Linked DNA regions of Ovis aries: region 1 is linked to region 2. A link is a contact called in public Hi-C data. All regions are on one chromosome and are shown on one strand. The core of a region is the stretch at or near the end of the contact, and the rest is flanking DNA. Distances in the headings are between cores, read along the strand shown. Region 1 has its middle 340 kb from the start of COG6. Region 2 holds the start of FOXO1 (forkhead box O1).

Evidence for each region. Hi-C and Micro-C count contacts between places; a contact is called where the count stands out from the background.
Region 1: a contact with region 2 is called in a Hi-C map of blood, with 4 times the contacts expected there. The contact joins the enhancer-like site here to the promoter of FOXO1 in region 2. A contact is called at or near these places in 3 of 16 Hi-C or Micro-C datasets (blood, liver and mixed tissues).

The regions. Positions count from the first base shown.
Region 1 is chr10:22,679,982-22,685,874 of ARS-UI_Ramb_v3.0, forward strand. No RefSeq gene overlaps it. Among named protein-coding and RNA genes, the nearest start is that of COG6, 340 kb to the right of the region's middle. Within about 2 kb of position 2,645, at least 3 of the 54 cell types and tissues checked have an H3K27ac peak or open chromatin away from gene starts, as enhancers often do. A contact at or near this core is called in liver, where this site is marked.
Region 2 is chr10:22,147,325-22,152,952 of ARS-UI_Ramb_v3.0, forward strand. FOXO1 (forkhead box O1) reads left to right here and starts at 3,015. Exons shown (of 3, transcript XM_027973596.2): 1 at 3,015-4,139. The coding sequence starts at 3,471.

The DNA.
Region 1 (5,893 bases), core at 1,395-3,894, 530 kb after region 2:
TTTAAAGTGTTACTGTAGTTTTCCTTCGGGGACAATCAAATGCCTCATGTATTAGATGTGACCATTTATTCTAACTTCACTGGGTAGTGATTCCACACAGTCTTTCCAGAAGTCTCTAGAAAGTTCCCTTGCCGATCTTCTAACACGTTTAACTACCTGGGGAGGGAGGGATCCTCCTCGCAGCACCCTGAACTGGACTCCAAGGAACTATCATTTCTAAGAATGAGTATATCAAACAGGGGTAGAAAAATGTACGGACCCTTGAGTGGGATGTGGTAGGGCTTGGTGTGAGAACTACCATATGAGGTTTTAGTGAAAGAAAAAATTATGAATGTATAGGACAGAATAGGCTTTGAGTTCGATGGACTGATTCTTGTTCTCTAAATGGATGGGTAAGGGAGGAAGAAGAGGGAAGGAAGGGAGGGGAGGAGGAGGAGAGAGAGAAGAAACTGCAGCCACATAAGACGCTGTCCTGAACTTTGAGACGCTAAAACCGACTGCACTTCCCAGAGGAAGTTTGTCAGCTTCGCTGACTGCCCGGATATTGGTAAATTGCACGTAGCATAGTTAGAAGCCTTCCTGGTTTTGTCAGCTGCCCCGCTAGGTGTGTGACCTTTGGCAGACACAGTGTGTATTTGCTCCCGCTTGACTCCCGGTGGCAAGTCCACTTAGATAAAGCCCTCCTCTCAAGGCCGTCTCTCCACTGATGACCTCTGGGGCGCCCATCTCTGCTTTCCTGCTTTGAGATCTTCCTTGTCAGGTCCCCCTTATCACTGGGAAAACTTGACCTCCAGCACACAAAGCGTGCCCTACACACAAAACTGGGAGCAACAGAACTTTCTGACTTTAAAGTCAATCTGGCTTTGCTTAGCTTTGAACAGAGCATTTGTATTTTGAAACTGTTTATGAGAAGTCCTTTGAGCTCTGACCTGCAAACACAGATATCAAGAAATGCTGGGGCCAGAGTGTCCACATGGCTGGGATAAGGGCAACGGAGTTGAAGAATAATAAAACCTGTCACTGATTGCTTAGGGTTTTGAATTCTCCAAAGGCAGTCCTTTCTGGTCTTTGGCCTTTGGTCCAGGGGGAAAAAACAAAAAACAAAAAACAGAGGCTTCTGAAATAAAGTATATTAGAGTCTTCACCTGGCTGTTCGCCAACTGTGAGAACTTAGGTGTTCTGCTTTGCTCAGGAAGCTAAGTTTTATCAGATGTAGTCACAGGATTGTTGAGAGGACTAAATGAAGTAATAAATGCTTTCTAAGAGCTTCCCAAATATTTTATGTCTTCCCCCATGTTACAGATAAGAATACCAAGGTCCAAAAAGGTTGAATAACTTATCCAAGCTGGGAAGACATATTCAAGAATTAAGGCCAGAGGAGGTGGTCAAGAAATTCCCATTAAAATCAGATTTAACATCATGTTACTATGATTCTATCTATCTCCCTCAGAAATTTGCCTCTGGGGCTAAAAGAACCATGGTGTATTTTTTAATATTTTCACAAATTATTTTAGGTTCTATTTTCTTCTATGAGGCATTCTTGGAGATAAAAGGGACAAAGAACCCTGTTGCATTTGTTCTGTGATCCTTGTAATATAAAAATTATAACAGAGCTAACCCCCGGCGATGGACACAACGTGGAGAAAGCATGACAAATACAGTCCTTAGTTTAGTGTTTTGCAAATAGTACGTGTCCAATAAGTATACGGCGATTGGGTGTTTAGAAAGATCAGGTCACTGATATTCTGGGAGAAGGCCAACAAGTCCTGGAAAAGAAAACAGACATTTCGTGTTGCTGTGCGTGTCCCACCCTGGAGGAAGATAAACAAGCAGTTATGTCCGCAGGGCTGGGGTCAGTGTGACACTAAGAACTGCAAAATCGAAGCGGTTATTTTGGCAACCAGAGTCCTAGACACTCACCACGGCACCAGCTGATATGTATTCCAAGGAGAAGATTATTATAATGTATCTCTTGGATTAAGTTTTTCCTATTACAAGAACTCTGTGTCAGATTCAGCTAAAATAAACTAATGCAAATACCGCCTTACCAATGGAGTTGCCTTTTCACTTTCAAAAGCTCACCTCCATCTTTACACATTGCCTTTCTGGACTTGATCCCCAGAACAACCACGTGGGATAAATAGAGCAAGTATTTTTATTTGTGATCTTTACTGAGGTGGGGCTGGGGAGCTTGTGTATCATGGGTTCATCTAGCAAGGTGACTGGTACATGTGTGTTAGTCGCTCAGTTGTGCCCGGCTCTCTGTGACACCATGGACTGTAGCCTGCCAGCCTCCTCTGTACATGGCTGGTATATAATGGGTCCTTAATGAACAATAATTAATAGCCATCACTGAGTGTTTACCATGTGGCAGACACTACTCTGAGCTCTTCATGTGCGTCTTTAGGGGGAGTTAGGCGTCATCGTGATGAGCGTGTGAGACGGCCACTCACTCGTAGAGTGACCTTGGGCAGGTTACTGAAGCACTTTGCTCTCAGTTTCATTGCCTGGAATACGGGAATAATAACTGGGCTGACCTCATAAGGTTACTGTGACGATCACCTGAGCTGATGCAGATGAAGCCTTCGGAGCAGGGCTGGCGTATCTGAGTGCTCAGTAAATACTGACTACTATTTGTTCTTCTCCCAGTCACCTCTCCAGTCATTGGTGGAACCAGCATTGGAACCCAGGTTGCCTGGCTCAACAGCCTGGGTCTCTGATCCTTATTTATTCGGAATGCGTAACCAGAGTAGTGAAGAAACAACCTAGAGTCAGGCAGCAAGACAGTGGCCCAAAGCTGCGTCTCCCGTCACTCAGGCTACAGTTCCAGCGCCAGATAGAGGCGGAGCTGCGGAGAGTGCGCAGGCGCGCTGCCGAGGAGGAGGCGGGGAGGTCCAGACACCCTCTGGGTCCTCAGATAACCCTTCCCTCCAGGCTGCTGATGTGTTTAGGACTGCAGGCATCAGCCTTCTGCCCTTTGGTGGTAAAAGGCTGGATGCTGTAGCGTGCTGAGGTGGGGAAAAGAACTGAGTGAGCTCAGAAGTGCTCGTAAGTGGTAACAGGTAACTCTCCAGTTTACACAGCACTTTCACGTTCATTGTCTCACTGGGTCATTGGGCCAACCGTGTGACATAGACTATTATCTCCAGTTTTGAAGCAACCCAAGCGCAGAGACGTTTTGTGAACTTGTCCAAGTGTTAGGGTTGGCAAACTCCAGAGCCCAGCCTTCCAAGCAGGGTCTTCTCACTCCAGATCTTGTGTTCCCATCTGGACAAAATATTTGACCCATTCCACTGAAGGATCTTTGTCCTTGGCCTCATTAAAAAAAAAAAAAAAAAATTCATGATCTTTCCACAGTGTTGATTTTGATCTTCTTGGGAAAGTTTCGGTTTGAACCTTTTGGAAGACAGAGAGTATGGAACAAGATGAATTCCCAGATCACAACCACAGCCATGGCCTCTGTGATTCTTTTCCAGAATTTTATGAAATAAATAAAATTATTTACTTGGAATGCCTGGTGCAGGAACTGTCACAAAAGCTGTAAAGAACCGTTTATTGGGGACTGTCTAATCATGTGCTGCGATTTAAAAAAGTGTGGGAGAAGGATAGGGGGCATGGGGAAGTTTATTACATTCATTTTATATGTTATTGTCTTATTCTGGTGATCTTTTATTTCAAAACTTCAGTCCACAGCAGTCGTCCACATAAAACAGTGCTCTCTGGATCCTCTGTGATTCATCATGCCTCTTTTCCTCCCGTATCTAGAGATTGTTTTTCATTTTGAACCCAATTGCTGCTTCTGTGATTCTGTGGCAAATCACCCTCCTCAGCCATGTGGTATAATTACTTCCATGGCAATGGGCTGAAGTTAGAGACAGGCCATTATGTGAGGCTGCTGGCTGAGCAGAGAGACCAGAGCTAAGAGTTCCTTTTAACCCGGCTATCCTTAATAATGGCAGGACAGAGGTAGAAAATTACTGGCATGATAAATTGCTCTTTTCAATAAAGGCTTTGTTCCTATCTTTTAAAAAGCTGTGCCACACTGAGAAAATTTCTCCATATTTTTAATCCTGGATCATTTTGTGTAAGAAAAACCTCCCAGTGAAAATGGTCTAATGCAATGTGCTGAGTTCGGCTTTGGTAAGGCTCCACACATCGTCCTAATGGAGTGCGCGAAAGCACACACAAACGATATTTGCTTTTACCTAAGAGTGTAAGTGATCGTTTGTGTCAAAAGCAATGTAGGAGATGGAGGAGTGGAGATTGGCCCCTAAACAGAACGCCTACTTTTTTACACACAGGAAAGAATAGGGGTAAAGGAAGTGGGGTGTGCTGCCACCAAGCGGTGAGCCAGGTAAGACAGGTGACTACCAGGCTCCTTCACTTATCCAGAACCCAGCCTCATCTATCCGGAAAAGAAACAAAAATTAGGAAAAAAGCAAAGCCTCCCCCAGTGCCACAATTAGGTAACTGCTAGAAGACACATTCTGAAGCTTGTGTGCTTTACTCAAAGAATGCAGACTCAGAACCTTGTCTGTGCTTATTTTAGGTGTGATTTTAACAAGCTTGCTTTCAAATCCCATAGCATATTTGAATCAGGGGACTAGAGTGGGAAGAAGAAATGAAAGTGAACAGATTGGGTATTTCTGTCATATTTATTTTATTCTAATGGCAACCAATCTCAACCAGCATTACACTGGTGTGTGATGGACTCATTTCAAAGATGATGAAACAGATTCAGAGAAGGTCAGACAGCCAGTAAATGGTTGACTTGTGCTCCATGTGTGGGATTCTGTGACCCCAGGGCTCATGTTCCTTCCTTTTCTGCCCTTGACCTTTCTAAAGACAGGCCCTCTAAGAATTCCTGATGATCAAGGCAATGGCAGGAGGCAAAAGAGAATCATACTTAAAATTTACCACACCCTGAGACTATCAAGGGCTTCCCAGGTGGAGCTAGTGGTAAAGAACCCCCCTGCCAATGCAGGAGATGTAAGAGACATGGGTTTGACCCTTGGAAGGTCCTCTGGAAGAGGGCATGGCAACCCCCTCCAGTATTCTTGCCTGGAAAATCCCTTTGGACAGAGAAGCCTGGCAGGCTACAGGCTTCATGACTTTGCATCTTCAAGATGGTCAACCACTTACAGCCCTCTGAGCATCATCAGTAGGGAGCTCCCTGAGCAGGATGCTAGAGCAGGATGTTCTCGGGGTGATAGAGCTTGGGCTTCGAGTGAAGCCCTACCTTTCCCTAGCAGTGGGAGCTTGGTGGTATCACATCTCTTCCTTGTGCTCAGTTTCCTCATCTGAAAAGTTAACGTGATGATTATACCACCTACTTCGTGGAGCTAGTTTGGAGAATTCAGTGAGGCAATTTACATAAATAGTTAAAGCAGGACCTGATGCTTGGTAGACATTATATACCCAGCATGGATATTCCAGCAATTTGAAAGCTCATATCTTTTAAGGACTAAATTTGGGTTCTTATTTAAATTGCTTATTATTCATTCATTCATTCAACCCACACTTCTTAGCTATGGATACATACTATAAAGGGCTTCCCAGGTAGCTCAGTTGGTAAAGAACCCACCTGCCAGTGCAGGAGACACAAGAGATTCAGGTTCAATTCCTGAGCTAGGAAGATCCCCTGGAGGAGGAAATAGCAACCCATTCCAGTATTCTTGCCTGGAAAATTTCACGGACAGAGGAGCCTGGCAGGCAACAGTCCATGGGGTCGCAAAGAGTAGGACATGACTGAGCTCGCACACACATACACAAACACACATACTATAAGCCAGTAGTGGGTGGCCACTAATTAAATAAATATAAATAAGCTATAGATCTTTCTAACTAGGATCCCAGACATGTCAACAGAATCTACAGCGATTCAGAAAGGCCA
Region 2 (5,628 bases), core at 1,765-4,264:
GGTCTAGCTGAAAATAAAGTTCATCTTGATATACCCATACTACTACTACTAAATCGCTTCAGTCGTGTCCGACTCTGTGCGACCCCATTGATGGCAGCCCACCAGGCTCCGCCGTCCCTGGGATTCTCCAGGCAAGAACACTGGAGTGGGTTGCCATTTCCTTCTCCAAAGCATGAAAGTGAAAAGTCAAAGTGAAGTCGCTCAGTCGTGTCCGACTCTTAGCGACCCCATGGACTGTAGCCCACCAGGCTCCTCCGTCCATGGGATTTTCCAGGCAAGAGTACTGGAGTGGGGTGCCATTCCCTTCTCCGTGATATACCCATAATGGAGGGCAATTTGGCAGACTTCCCTGGTGGCTCAGACGGTAAAGTCTGTCTACAATGCGGGAGACCCAGTTTCAGTCCCTGGTATGGGAAGATCTCCTGGAGAAGGAAATGGCAATCCACTCTGGTACTATTGCCTGGAAAAGGACAGAGGAGCCTGGTAGGCTACAGTCTACAGGGTTGCAAAGAGTTGGACACAACTGAGCAACTTCACTTTCAGAATTACAAATGCACTTGACTGCTGACCCCAGTGATCTTTCTGGACATTCCTCCTGTGGATGTACTTGCACATATGCAAAATCTCTTAGTTCTATGAGATTACAGAACAGTTTGTGATCCCTCAAGAGTAGAAACAAGCAAAACATCCTCCAGCAAGGCTAGTAAACTGATACATACAATGGTATGGTTGGGAGCTATAAATATATTTTTAATTTTTTGTAACCATGTGGCAGGGACACTGGTGCTGTAGGTACTCAAGAAAGACCAAAAAAAGCGAATTTGTCATTTAAAGAAACAATTGGGCATGACAGCTCAGAAGATTTCAAGGATCTGGGGAGAAAGTCTGTAAGAAAAAACTCCTTTAACCAAATACCTTCCTCCAACTGAGGTCCTGAAAAGCCGGAATTGAAATGAAGGCAAGGCCAAATTTGCAGTTGGCTTCCTTTGCCAGGCATGATCCACTTGGGCACCGCCTATCTGTAGGGTGCGGCCGTCTGAATGGGGGCTGCCCATATAAAGCGTAGTCGGAAAGGTAGAGGGTAGCAGCGGTTGTACGCTACCGCCTTCCTTTCGGCTCATCATCTGGGTTACTGAGGTCCTCTAGCGGCTGGCTGAGGAGGCCGGAACAGTCTCAGTCTGATAGTAAACGCTGAGACCACAGGAGGCGAGTGGGAACCAACCCTATCTTCAATCCATCACGCTCACGAACCCCAGCTACCCCCAGTATCAGTGGGAAGCTGTTGTGATAATCGGATTATGAAGAAATTGGAGTTTGGACGGGTGAGAATGTCAACGAGGACCAAATCTTTCTCTAAATCTTTTCAAACTTTTCTAAACGAGGCCTCCTTTGCTTTAGATGCCACTTTTTCAATTGAAGAACTGTCATAAAGAGGTTTTTTTTTTTTTTTTTTTTTTTTTTTGCCGGGGGGTGGGGTGGTGGTGAATTGGAAGCTGTCATTTTGGACAAAGATATTTAAAACTCTACCGTCAGTCGTACATCTTCAGTGATCCCATCTCTCTGAAAGGAAATGCCTTCCATATTCTTTCTAAAAAGAGCAAAACAAAACTTGACAAGTATTTCTTCTGCTCCCTGAGACACAAGGGCCATTGTCTTCCTTTGGCCCCCACTGATCTTGGCAGGACAGCCTGGACCTAGAGCCCAGATGGAGCGAGGTGGGGTGGGATGGGAGGGGGCAGTGATTGACACGCGGGACAAGCAGCCTAAAGCAACACCTGGGAGTGGGGCAGGGCTTCGCCTCAAGCCTTTGGTACTGTCCCCTGTTAGGTTTTCACCTCTCAACGTCTCAGCACTTGCATTCTAAATAGCAAAGCAATGACAAGCAAACAATCGAATTTAGTGTAAGTAAGTAATAAAGTGACAAGGCTCTCCCTAAGTGCTCTCCTCTGACCCCGCCTTCCCCGTCGTCCCGGACTGACTCAGTGGACAGTCTGAGGTTCCTGCCCAGGGGAACAGGTTCCCACGGAGGGCACGAGGGTTGAGGCTGCCTTCGGCTCTGAGGATGCGTGTGCAGGAGCAATCGTCTTCGGCCGGGGCCGAGCCCCCGTGAACCCGGCTCGGGGCGGCTCGTCTGGCCAACGGCGCCCCCCACCGCCAACCCCCCCACTAGTCTACACCGACCGCCGAGGCTCAGCTCGCTGGTGCGGAAAGGTGGGTTCCCGGCGCTGCGGCGGCGGCTGGGTCCTCCCCGCCGACTCGGCAGTCAGAGCCCGGGCCCCGCGCGGGGGTGGGGACAAGCGTGTGTGCGGCCCGCGCCCGGGGCCGGAGAACTCGACACATCGCAGGGAAAGGAAAAAAAAAAAACAAAAAACAACCAACCAAACCAAATAAAAACAAAACCCACCGACTTGCCCACGTTTCTCTGCAGAGAAATCGTGGGCGGAGTCGAGAGGGGGCGAGTGAGCAGAACTCCGACGAGGCCGCCTCCGCCCGCCCACGCACCCACCCACCCGGCGGCCCCCTGAGCGCTGATTGTCCCCGGCCCCCGCCCGGCCCAGCTTCGGGCTCCCGAGCGCAGGTCGAGGCGAAGCGGGCGGCTCGTTCCACTCGGGCTTCCCGAGTACTCGGCTGGGCTCCTCAGTAGTAAACAAAGTGTCGCCGCCGCCTCCACGTTGGTTTGCCTCCTAGCAATCAAAACACTGAGAGGGCGAAAGACTCACAGAAACACTCGAGAATTACCAGAAAATAATAACAGAGAGCCAAAAAAAAAAAAAAACCCAAAAAACAGAGAGCGAGCGAGCGAGGGAGAGACTGTGCATGTCAAATAGAAAAACACCCTACTACCCCCCACCAACCAACCCACTGCCGCCTCCCCGTGGAAAACCGAGCCCCGCCCAGGCCGGCGCCCATTGGCGGCCCGGGCGCCGCCGCCGCACTTTCATTGGTCGCAGGGGCCGTCCGTCAGGGGCGGGCCGGCGCGCGCGCCGCCGCCGCCGCCGGCGGGGGGCGGCGGCAGATCCCGTAAGTCGGGGCGGCCGCGTAGTCGCTGCTGCCGCCGCCGCCGCCGCAGCATTCAACAGGCAGCAGCGCCGCGGTCGCGCCCGCCCGGGGAGAGCAAGCGGCCCGCGGCGTCCGTCCGTCCGTCCGTCGTTCGGCGCGGAGAGCGACGCCAGCGCTGTCGGGGCCCCGACGACTCTGGCCTGCCGTCCCGTCAGTGCAGCGGACCCGGAGGCGCCTAGATGCGGACGGAGCCGTGAAGTTAAGTTCTGGGCTCGCGCTTCCACTCCGCCGCCGCCGCGCCTCCCTCCGGGTTTCCGTCCGCTCGCTGCACCGACCTCACCCCTTCCCGCAGATCTCGGACAGGCTCTCGGCGCCCTCTCTCCCCTCGGCGCCGCCCCCCCCTGCCCGGTGCTGCGCTTTTCTCACTTCTGGGCAAGTCCCGCGGCTGGGGGAAGGGTGGGGGGGTCACCATGGCCGAAGCGCCCCAGGTGGTGGAGATCGACCCGGACTTCGAGCCGCTGCCCCGGCCGCGCTCGTGCACCTGGCCGCTGCCCCGGCCGGAGTTTAGCCAGTCCAACTCGGCCACCTCCAGCCCGGCGCCGTCGGGCGGCGCAGCGGCGAACCCCGACGGCGCCGCGGGCCTGCCCTCGGCCTCGGCGGCCGCTGTCAATGCCGACTTCATGAGCAGCCTGAGCCTGCTGGAGGAGAGCGGGGACTTCCAACAGGCGCCCGGCTCCGTGGCGGCAGCCGCGGCGGCGGCGGCGGCGGTGGCGGCGGCTGCTGCGGCGGCCGCAGCTGCTGCCACCGGGGGGCTGTGTGGCGACTTCCAGGGCCCGGAGGCGGGCTGCCTGCACTCGGCGCCGCCGCAGCCCCCGCCGCCCGGCCCGCTGTCGCAGCACCCGCCCGTGCCTCCCGCCGCGGCCGCCGCCGCCGGCGGGCCGCTCGCGGGGCAGCCGCGCAAGAGCAGCTCGTCCCGCCGCAACGCGTGGGGCAACCTGTCCTACGCCGACCTCATCACCAAGGCCATCGAGAGCTCGGCCGAAAAGCGGCTCACGCTGTCGCAGATCTACGAGTGGATGGTCAAGAGCGTGCCCTACTTCAAGGATAAGGGCGACAGCAACAGCTCGGCGGGCTGGAAGGTGAGCGGCCTCCGGGCGCACGGCCGGAGCGGGAGGGGTGGGTGGGTGTCCGGGGGAGCCGGCCTCCGTCTGAGGTCGCTGCGGGGCAGAGGACGGGGGACGGGGGCCCGCCGGTACAAGTTTTCTTGGCCTGAAAGTGCAAGGCACGCGGGTAGCGCGTGCAGGGTGAGGGCGAGAGTGGCAGAGGTGGGTCGTGGGCTTGCCCGGGACCCGTCGAGGGGGGCGGGGGGCAGAAATGAGTGTGTGTGCGCGCGCTCTAGTGAGAGTTGGAGCCGGACAGGGAAGGGGCTCGCTGGGACCAGAGCGGGTGAGAAAAAGGACGCCAAGAAGTGGACCTCCGAGCGGCCAGAAAAGTTCGCCCGTGAAAGAGGGGTGGGGCGGGGGGTTCACTGGGAACGGCTCCCCCTCGGCTCGCGCGGACTCCAGCCGCTGCTCATATTGCCCCCCTAGGACATCAAGGGTGAGGGCGGCTCTGCGCCGCCCACGCGGCGCTCGTTCCCCACCCCCAAGCTCAGGGACGCCCCGCGGAGCCGTTTCCGCCGCGCGGGGCGGAGGAGGGCGCGGCGATGGGGGCCTCGGAGCCCCGCCGCCCTAGAACGGAGCTGCAGGTGGAGGGTACAGGCAGGGCGCCAGCCAGGAGGTCCGTGGGGCCGAACGCGCCGTTTTGGGAGGCCAGCGTGCATTTTGTTTTGTTTCGATTGCGTTTCGAAGTAGCCTCGAGTGCCGGGGGCCGGGCGCACCCAGCCAGAGGTAGCGCCTCCGACACGTGCGAAGGGGCGGCCACCGCCGGCGAAGCGCCGGCGCCGGGCCGCGCGGGGCGAGCTAAAGTTCAAGTATGACCCTCGGCGGGGGCGGGAGCTGGCGACGGCGAGGGAGGGGCCGCGGGCGCAGGAAGCTAGCGCCTTTAAAGGGCCAGCGCGTTCTGGCCGCGCGCGCCGCCGGGCCCGGGCCGCGGGGCGGCGAGGCCAGCGCTTCTCCGCGCCAGGAAGTGCCCCGCAAACTTGGCCTCGCCCTAGGTTCAAGGCCTTTAATTAGGCGCAGAGAGGCTCCCCTGGATGCCCGGCGCTGGGAACATGTGTCCTCTGTTGCTTTTCCGTCTTGGCACGGAGGTGCAGATCCGAGAGGCAAGGCAGGGGGCTTTGAGACCAGTGTTTTGGAAGAGTTGCAGTGGAGGTTCGAATCTAGGGAACCGGAGGAACCTCCTGCATCGCCGGAGACCCTGTAGATGAAGTGCCTCTGGCCCTTTTTGCCTTTCTGGAGAGAGAGAGACTGATACCCACCAGGAGAGACCCTGGAGGGGGCAGGTTCATCCCTACCGAGAGGTGGAGAAGGCCCTGGGGTGCTCAGGGGAGGCCGACCGGCCTTCCGTCCGCCCTGCGGCTTCCAGGATCTGGCAGTTTCTCAGTGTCACAGGTGAAAGGATGGACGTGAAGGTTCTGTAGTTGATGTAGACTCCTTCCTCACTCCTCATCTGGACTGTACTGCGTAG